Regions from separate parts of the Danio rerio genome. Here region 1 is linked to region 2. A link is a contact called in public Hi-C data. All regions are on one chromosome and are shown on one strand. Each heading gives the region's core, a stretch centred on a gene start, on an enhancer-like site or on the middle of the called end of the contact. The rest is flanking DNA. Distances are from core to core; before and after follow the strand shown. Region 1 holds the start of sorbs2b (sorbin and SH3 domain containing 2b). Region 2 overlaps sorbs2b (sorbin and SH3 domain containing 2b).

The links. A called contact is a pair of places that touch in the nucleus more often than the background predicts.
Region 1: a Hi-C map of embryo shows a contact between it and region 2, with 2.5 times the contacts expected there. The contact joins the promoter of sorbs2b here to the enhancer-like site in region 2. A contact is called at or near these places in 8 of 18 Hi-C or Micro-C datasets (caudal fin, embryo, fibroblasts and 2 more) and 2 of 4 datasets of contacts at active chromatin or transcription factors (caudal fin and embryo).

What each region holds. Positions count from the first base shown.
Region 1 is chr14:34,394,654-34,399,978 of GRCz12tu, forward strand. It overlaps sorbs2b (sorbin and SH3 domain containing 2b), which reads right to left and starts at 1,313. Exons shown (of 21, transcript XM_073921970.1): 1 at 939-1,313.
Region 2 is chr14:34,327,375-34,332,459 of GRCz12tu, forward strand. sorbs2b (sorbin and SH3 domain containing 2b) reads right to left here. Exons shown (of 21, transcript XM_073921970.1): 7 at 1,053-1,195. LOC141377531 reads right to left here. Exons shown (of 2, transcript XM_073921971.1): 2 at 2,401-5,085. The coding sequence ends at 3,383. Among named protein-coding and RNA genes, the nearest start is that of pdlim3b, 43 kb to the left of the region's middle. Within about 2 kb of position 1,542, at least 8 of the 62 cell types and tissues checked have an H3K27ac peak or open chromatin away from gene starts, as enhancers often do.

The DNA.
Region 1 (5,325 bases), core at 63-2,562, 67 kb after region 2:
AGCAGTTTTATGTTTAAAATAAAAACATAAAAGCAGTTTTAAAATTTATGTTTTAAATTTATACAAACGTCTTACTGGTAAATGTGTAAAACCAATCTGTAGGAAGGAAAGTGAAAATGTATAAAGCTTTAAAACAAATTTTGGTGCTGCACTGCGCAGTTTTTGTCATCAAATGATTCTTGATCTAAATATGAATATAAACTTTTTTTTTACACTAAATTTCATTTTAATAAGTGGGTGTCTTATGCATCCCGTGGATTTTATTTATGAAAAAATATAGTGCAGATTCTAATGTAACAATTTAAGCATTGTTACACTTTTATTTTGATGCTTGACAACCCATTGTCATTTTTGAGCCACACTAAAATTGACAATTAATAAAATTCTGGAAGAGCAAAAAATATCTAAGCTGAACTAATATTTTTGCTTGAACTTATATAAGAAGACATACTAATATTTAAATGCCTTTTAAAGGATATATATATATATATCCTTTATATATATATATATATATATATATATATATATATATATATATATATATATATATATATATATATATATATATATATATATATATATATATATATATATAGTCAAAATGTCTAAATGGTTATAATGTTGATGAGGTATTTGCAGAAAACTGCCAGTCAATCTAATAATCATTTTTAAGTTGGAAAATAAATGTGGGCCAAAAATGAATAAATAATGTTGTTGTTGTTTTTTCAAAAAGAAACTGATTAAGCATTGCAAATATCTGTGAAACTATTTACTTAATAATAGTTAAAGCACCATAACATTGTAGGTATTGGCATACAAATTCAAAGTAAAAACTTTAACAAGATGCCAAATATTACAATAACATTAATTCCTCTATCTTCACCCCATTTAATATAAACATAAAACAATGTTGCTCACAAAAAATACAGACTTGTTACCTTTAAATGAAGGCATTTCGGCTTTGCTTGGCACTGGAGAAGTTTCTTGCTACTTTCACAGACAGGAGCTCATTGATAAGCTTGCCGACCTCTGCGTCCTCCACATGAGAGATCATATCATCCTCAGCTGTTATCCAAAACATGTATGTCAGTCAGTTCTTGTTTCCCTCCAGACTCCAGTGCTCGCTATCCACTCCAAATCCTCTGCTCGTGTTCTTTTTTTCTTCCACTCTCCCCCTGCTGTTGTGCTTGACAGGATGGAGACCCTCTGTGATGATCAACCTGCTCTCAGAGGTATAGATTTACATAGACCCGAGTTACATCTTCAGTCAGAGAAAACACACACACTCATGCATGGCTTTCTAGCAATGGAACAAGTGCTCTTTGTGCCTCACGTTTTACAAATACTATAATCTGCCTTGGCTTAGCAGGTAAACGGACCAATCAGAGCTCAGAGGCTGTGGAGGAGGCTGGATAATAGGCATTAAGTCAAAGCAGATGGGAATGACTGAATATATATATGTGGACAGGTTATTAGAGCCGGTGTTGAGCTGCTCAGTGGCTGCAGGAGGCTGTAATCCATTTTACTCGCCCTTTGCTTTGGACACTTTTGTATATAACTATCGGCTCGGCTATCCTGGAGAGTTATTTCTGGTGTTGTGTATTTTTGGTTTGAAGACCTGGATGAGGTGATTCACACAATGTGGGGTAGTTTAACTGAGGTTAAAGCTTGTAATGACCTGGAAATGTTATTTAGGGGTGATTTACCGCACTAGATGTGGAGTGAGAAAGGGATATTCTTGAAGTATAAGGCAGGAAGGAAACAAGCAACAGCTGTGAATTGTTCTTAAAGAGATTATGTTGCTGTAGCAGTATTTTACGATCTAATTAGAATAACAGAAAGCTAAATGTGTTAGGATAGTAAACAAAGCTTGTAATTTGAGGTGCTGATTAAAAATGAAGTTATTGAAGAAGTGAATGAATTTAAGTATCTTGGCATAACTCTAGACATTAATTTAAAATATGATTGTCATGTTAAAAAGGAGAAGGTTAAGCCAAGGCTAAACTGAAGATGTTTAACATAAATTATACATGCACACAATGATGTTCTCTCACTTGTCATATTGCATTACAAGCCTCTTTAACTACATTGAAGCCTGTTAACTCAATATATAAAGAAGCAATTACGGCACACATTATGATAGATATATAAAAAATTTTGTGACTGTTTTTCCTTTAATAAAATGCCTTAACTTGAAGTGCTGATAAAAAAATATATACATTATTTTTTTTAAGGTACTTTATGATATGTTGCCATATAGCAACAACATCAAACGGTGGATGTAACACTCTCCATTCTTTTTAAATTTATATTTAATTTATAATTTTCCTTAGAATCAATAATTTTGTTGTTTAAAATGATTGAATTGGTGTTGCAGCATTATAAGATTTAACACAGAACTTACATAGTTTACAACAACTGATATTCCAACAGCTTTCATTTATTCCATTCTTTTTTGCTGAATATTATTGAAAAAAATATACATATAGTTTTATCTTGATTACAACATACAGTAAATACCAATATTTTCTCCAGTAAAAAAGTCTAGTATATCCAGATGCATCAGAATGATGTAGCTACCAGCTAACAATATTTATATATTATACTATATACTTTAATACGCCTTTCACATCTGCCTCAGAGCTAACTTACTTGAACTGTCTGCATCACTGCTCTTATTAAATGTCCAGTCTGCAACATTCTCATGGTCAATAAAACCCATCTCATTCTCACTTTGATCTGCAGGAAGAACCAGTTCTGTCCTCTTCTTTCACATAACGTACCATAGAACATGCTAGTGCTCGCTAATAAACTGTTCCCTGTATTCATATCTATTCAAAAATAGTATTGGCATTAAAACTAAATTTTATTCATAATTCAAATGTCTCTAACATACAACTAATCAACATTATATTACTAGCATTCATGTTGTTATTGTTACAACTTAAAAGTTAACAGCTGACCTTGCTAGCAACAGTAGCTAACCCATTGCAATATTGCATGATCCACTGTTGCAGTGTTGTCATTTACGTTTGATTGATTTACAAAAAAGTAATTTGATTTTAAAAAATAGTTGTGAATATGTCGTCATAACTTACTGGAGGTTTTTATGTGTATCTGACATGATTTGATCCTTTGTTTTTATTGACGTTTACATTTTCATTCAGCAGCTAATCACAATAAACGCCAGTCTGTCAGAAATCACGCGAAAGAAAAACAATGTCATGTGACTTAACGGTCGAACGCACATCGGGTAGAGCGATAGTTGCGTATTCATACCTCTGGCCTGAGAAATGGAGTCAGATACGATATAGTTTTCACTACCTCTTTGAAAACTTTGCCAACAGTAACCATTTACAGCGGATGTTTACTATCTTGTGGACCGACATTCTATCGCTCCACACTCTAAATTTAATAAAAGTTATACGTTTTTTGCGTTTTTATTTACGAAGGTGGGTGACGATCCATACGTTAGCATGAGCATGGTTTAGCAAAGGCTGTTTACATTTGTGCGAAATGTACCTTTATCATAGCGAATGCTTAGTTTAAACCGTTAAGAGATATAAGGGAGCTAACGTATATAATAATACATGTTTAAATGCATGTATAATATGTAAATGTATAATAAATATGCAATGTAATAAATATTTGATGAGAAGGAATCTGGATTTATGTGTGTGTGTGTGTGTGTGTGTGTACACACACACACACACAAGCTCTTTTTGTCCCATTTTTGACAGTATGCCATTATAAATAAAAGGCAGCTTTAAAACAAATGTAATTTTTACCCAAATGGACAGATTCTGACTGAGGAAATGAGCTGGCCAGTTTGTTTGTCATAGGCTACTGTTTTTAATTTAAAACAAATTTTAACAGATTCCTCATTATTTTGTTGCTGTTTTTTTTATTATGCTAATATGACAATATTATATGATGATAATAAATTTGTATTTTAAAAGCAGAATATTTTCATAATTTTTTATTTAAAATTTTAATAACCTACAGTTTAAATAAAATAGTATTGTAAGCACATTGACAAAAATGTAGGAAATACTTTTGTTGCATCAAACAATGTGGTTATTATAATCACCATCCGACAAGCTGATCCAGCATAAAAATTGTGTTTAAAATCTCACTAAAATGCAGTATTTCAACCAAATAAATGCAAAAAGGTCCACTTTTTGAGGCTGGCTATGGGCCTGTTAAGTGTTTTTTTTTTTTTTTACTTTATGGATATATATTTAAACAAACAAATGGAAATATTATTAAAATTATCAATTCGAAAGATATTAAGACAATTAGGTAAATGTAGACAGATTATTATTATTATCATTATGTAGTGAATATTATTATAAATAAGCTATATTTATTTATCCTTGCTGTCAATTTAATAATTTCATTTGCATGATGTCATACTACTCAACTAACCTGAACTGCACTATATAGGGAGTAGATTACAATTTACATTCCACTAAAATGAAAGTAATTAATGAGTTTTTGTCTTTGATAAATACACATATACATAACATATCATAAGCAACAAGTGCCATTTCTTGAATGGCACAAGTGAAAATGGGACACTAATGTTATATAGTAATCATGTTCTGTTTTATACACTGTACTATATGTTACTAAGAGCCATAAGTTCATTGTTTTATTTATGTTAAATTAATAATATTGTGAACGGCAAAACTTGAAAATATTTTACTAAAAGTAATTTAATTTTTAATACAGAGTATAAGCTGATGTCACTTTCGGGAAGGAAGAAGTTGTGTCATGAAAATGGAAGCAAGACATTTTTTTGAACGTGTAATATAGTTCAGTTAAGTTGTTATTAAACATTTTCGAAACAACATCACTGGACTGTCTTGTTACTTGCCTTCAAATCCTGCTAATTCAAAAAGAGAAACAAGACAAGAAGAGACGGATTGATGGCACATACAGTAACAATTCCTACATTGTGTTTATTAACATAGAATACAACTTAAAATTACTTTTGAACATGCTGTAGTAAATTTGGTGCATTTAAAACCACATCTTTCCTAAGCAAATCTATCTATATGTGTCACTGGTACCAAAACGTTTAAAAAAGGAAAGTAAATTCATCAAGTCTTAGTGGTCTCTCTAGACATTCCCCCTTTGGCTACTGAAAAGTCTTAACAAAGATGTAAAGCTGGGACTGGCGGCACCTTAAGAAAGGGGACAGTGTGAATGGAGGGTGACCAGAGGGCTTGAGTTATGGCTATATCACTTTCAACATGACCTTTCAGTACCTCTCATCACTGGCCCTCCCAAGACGATGCCAGCTATTCATCTCTCCACCTC
Region 2 (5,085 bases), core at 292-2,791:
GGAATAATATCTCAAAATTAAGTGAGTTTTCTCTTAAACAAAGCAAAATAATCTGCCAATGGGGTACGTTAAACACTGCAATTCTCATTTTCGCTTTGGAATTAGAATATACAGACCCTTTTAATGCATGTAAACAAAAACAGTGGTCCCAAAGCATTTCCTGTTTTACATTTTTAATTTCTACAGCTTCCAAAAATCCAAAAAGACCCACATATTGATAAATAATGTTATGATAGCTGTGTTAATAATAAGTTATGATTAAATTGTCTTTTGTTACAGTTATGAAATAGTTTGATAACAAGCAGGAAACGTTCATGGTCCATTCACATAACCACATTGAATTGATTGGTCTATAGGGATATATATGCAGATATTGGGACAAAAAAAACAAACAAAAAAAACAAGAGCTCTATGTAAGAGAAGCATTTTTTGCTGTTTCTATCAATCTATATGAGTAAATTATAACTATTGCACAGTGCAAATAAGCTGCTGTTTTGTCAAATTAGGCATTCTATATGATAATTAAACTGGCAAATTATTTCATTTCATGCTATTTCCATAACCAGAATGCTGTAAAATACGTTTATACGTATAGTACAAGTTGTGAGCATAAAATTGAAATAGAAATGTCAAGATAAAAAAATCACACACTCAAAAAAATGATGTTGCTATTTGCAAATTTACTTATTTAAGTTAAACTTATTTAAAATGAGCTGAAATACTTTAGTTTTTTGAGGACAACTTGTTTTGTTTCTTCCACAAACATCTGTAAAAACTAATAAGTTTACTTAATTCCTTCACATAGTCCCAAAACAAATTAATTGTGTGGAATTCTTCATTTTTACAGTGAAAGTCAACAAATTAAAAATAAAAAACATCAAAATAATAAAATACTTTATAAATTTTTTTTATAAAACACCTTAATTTTGTATTTTGCTACTTGTGTGCTTAACAATAATATATAATATAGTAGCAAATAATTCTATCTATTCTAAACAACACAGCATCAATATAAAACAAAAGAAAAAGACTCCTGAATGACAGTCGCTCACCGTCCGTATTGCTATGGGAATCCCAGACTCATCCACAGGACCGATGCCAGTATAGTGCGGAGCTTTCCCTGCTGTTTCTCTCCTGTCAGTATGCGGCGCTCGGGCAGGAGGATCCACGTTGGCGTAGATTGGAGTGCTGGAGGCTGATGGGAGGAAAGCAGGGTCAGCTTTTGGGGGTGTGCGAGTTTCTAGTAATTCCCTTTGAGCTAAGCAACATTCCCATGTCTGTAACTGTGAAATACAGCCAGGTCAGGAACTGTTATTCCAATTCAGGAGAAAAAAATCCATTAATATGTTGACTCCAGCATTCTGACATAGAATAGTAATCCACACTCCACACTCCGGTCTACGGCCATCCAGACTGAAACCCTTTTGGGGAGAAATCTAGCAAAACGAGCTCTGATTCGGAGACAAAGGCCAGCCTCACGCACACAGACACTTTAATCCCAGTGTCTCAGCTCCTCCCTCAGCCCCGTTCAGACTGGAGCTTTAATCCCTGGCATTTGCCACTTGGGATTAGAGAGATCGCGGGCGCGCATTCAGAGCGGAGCAGGTTGGGATACGCTTAGTGTCACACGGCCGGTAAGCAGCACTGCAGTCAGGTCACGCTTTCATACTCATTAGTGCTTCATTAGAACCTGGCACATCTCACTGGTGACTTCTCACAGTCCAGGGAGAGCATTTTCACAGCTTTACTGCAACACTTATGACATCTATTTAGGTTGTGCTTATATTTACAAATGAACAGGTGGATGTTGAGATTTACTTTTACATCAGCAATGGCCATTTACAGCTGAAGTCAGAATTATTAGCATCCCTGAATATTTTTCCCCAATTTCTGTTTAAAGAAAGAAGATTTTTTTCAACACATTTCTAAACATTCACTAATTTCTGCTAAAACTAAAATAATCTTAAAAGAAATTTATTTTATTAAAAATTATCTTAAAGAAAGTCTAATTATGCTAATTGTAATGTATGGCTCTTTTTTTATTAATGTCCAGAAATACAGCTTTCCTATAGCAATGAACAATTTCTTTAGGTGTGGCAATCATAAGCGGAATAATTTAAACAAGTCTGTTTAATAATTATAAAATAATGCAAAAATATGGCCATTCTTCATTTAATATTTACATAAATGCATGAATATTTCGAGAATTATTTTTACATGTTCAGGTCTTTAGTGACCCTGGACTATACAGTATAGTATATTTGAATGAATCATTCAAATCATTCAAATCAGATTTGAATGATTCATCTGATGCATCTGAATCATTCAAAAGGACAGGTTTGTAAGAGTATTTCATTCACAGATCAGACTGCTTCGATCACATTAAATGTTTTTGTATGTGTAAAAAAAGACTATCCTTATTTAATTTGGGAATCAGACTGCACTGATCATTTTTGATCGACTAAAAAAAACTTGATTAAGGACTGAGTAATTTTGGACATTTGTCAATGAATCAGACACCCTTGTTAACACTTAATAAAAAGGACAGATCAGTCAAATAAGTCTTGCAAGAGTCATCAGACTGAACTCATTGTATGTTTTTGACTCACTAAAAAATTTTAGTTTGTAAAATCAATTTGTTAATGAATCATTTGGCAAGCTGTATGTTTTAAATTAACAAGAAAAGATCTGCTTTTTAGCATAATACTTTGCTGTTCATATTTTGAATGTACTTTCGGGAGTAATTTGTTTGTGAATCAAGTATGTGTTTTTGATTCACATTTTACATTACATTACATTTACATTTAGTCATTTAGCAGACGCTTTTATCCAAAGCGACTTACAAATGAGGACAAGGAAGCAATTTACACAACTAAGAGCAACAATGAATAAGTACTAAAGGCAAGTTTCAGGTCTGTAAAGTCTAAGAAGGGAAGTGTTAGTAGTTTTTTTTTTTTTTTTTTTTTTTTTTTTTTTGTACAATTAGTGTGATATTCAAAGAGGCAATTGCAGATTAGGAAGTGAAGTGGAGACTAAATAGTTGAGTTTTTAGTCGTTTCTTGAAAATAGCGAGTGACTCTGCTGTTCTGATGCAGTTAGGGAGTTCATTCCACCAACTGGGCAGATTGAGCGTGAGCGTTCGCGAAAGTGATTTTTTCCCTCTTTGGGATGGAACCACGAGGCGACGTTCATTCACAGAACGCAAGTTTCTGGAGGGCACATAGATCTGCAGAAGTGAGTGCAGATAAGAAGGTGCTAGGCCAGAAGTCACTTTGTAGGCAAACATCAGAGTTTTGAATTTGATGTGAGCAGCAACTGGCAGCCAGTGCAAACGGACTAGCAGCGGAGTGACATGTGCTCGTTTAGGTTCATTGAAGACAACTCATGCTGCTGCATTCTGGAGCAGTTGAAGAGGCTTGATAGAGTTAGCTGGAAGCCCAGCTAGTAGAGAGTTGCAGTAATCCAGTTTGGAGAGAACAAGAGCTTGAACAAGGAGTTGAGCTGCATGTTCAGATAAGAAGGGTCGGATCTTTCTGATGTTATAGAGTGCAAATCTGCACGATCGAGCAGTTCTAGAAATGTGGTCAGAGAAGTTTAGTTGGTCATCAATCGTTACTCCAAGGCTTTTCACCATTTTGGATGCAGTAATGGTTGCCCCATCCATCTGGATTGAAAAGTTATGGTGTAGAGTCGGGTTGGCAGAAACTACAAGCATTTCCGTTTTTGCGAGGTTCAGCTGAAGATGATGATCTTTCATCCAGTGTGAAATATCCAACAGGCAGGCTGAGATACGAGCTGGAACCGAGGGATCATCAGGATTAAAAAAAGAGAGGTATAGCTGGGTGTCATCAGCATAGCAGTGGTAGGAGAATCCATGTCTCTGGATGACTGGTCCTAGAGATGATGTGTAGATGGAGAAGAGAAGTGGCCCAAGAACAGAGCCTTGAGGTACCCCAGTGTTTAGATGCTGTAGGTTGGACACCTCTCCCCTCCAAGACACCCTGAATGACCTGTCAGAGAGGTAAGATCTGAACCATTGTATAACAGTGCCCGCAACGCCCAGTGACTCAAGCGTAGATAGCAGGATCTGGTGGTTGACAGTGTCAAAAGCAGCTGACAAGTCCAGCAAAATGAGGACTGATGATTTAGAGTCTGCTTTAGCCAGTCTGAGATCCTCCACGACCGAGAGCAGGGCAGTCTCAGTTGAGTGGCCTTTCTTAAAGCCGGATTGCTTGTTGTCCATGAGATTGTTTTGAGTAAGAAAGTCCAGGACTTGATTGAACACTACTTTCTCCAGAATCTTGGCCATGAATGGAAGCAGGGATACTGGTCTGTAGTTTTCAAGTAGCGTATGGTCCAGGGTGGGTTTCTTTAGCAGTGGGGTTACCCTAGCCTGCTTAAATGTAGTGGGGAATAAACCAGAGTCAAGAGATGTGTTAATTATGTGAGTCAGTGTTGGTATGACTGCAGGAGAGATGGCTTGCAAGAGATGAGAGGGAATGGGATCGAGTGGACAGGTGGTTGCATGGCTAGATAGCACAAGTTTGGACACCTCAGACTCAGAGAGCTGAGAAAAAGAGGTGAGTGTGTGTGGTGTTGGTGTTGTATCTTGCGTGTTTGTTGTAGGTGCAGCAAATTGAGCACTGATTTTTGCAGTTTTGGTGCAGAAGAATGTAGCAAAGTCATCAGTAGTAAGTGTGGAGGATGCGGGTGGAGGAGGAGGATAGAGGAGGGAGGAAAATGTTTTAAAAAGTAGGCGAGGATTAGTGGCATTGTTGATTTTCAGACGGTAATACGTCTGCTTTGCAGAAGTAACCTCAGCTGAGAAAGAGGACAGAAGAGTTTGGTATGTTAAGAGATGTGCAGGATTTTTAGTTTTCCGCCAAATTCTCTCTGCAGCCCGAAGTTTTGAGCGATGCTCACGGAGAGCATCCGAGAGCCAGGGTGCAGGAGGACTGGCACGGGCTGGCCTGGATGCAAGAGGACATAATCGGTCTAGACATGATGCTAGTGTGGAGCAGAGTGTATTAGTGGCACTGTTCGAATCAAGTGCAGCGAGTTTGCGAGATGGAGGAAGAGAGTCTG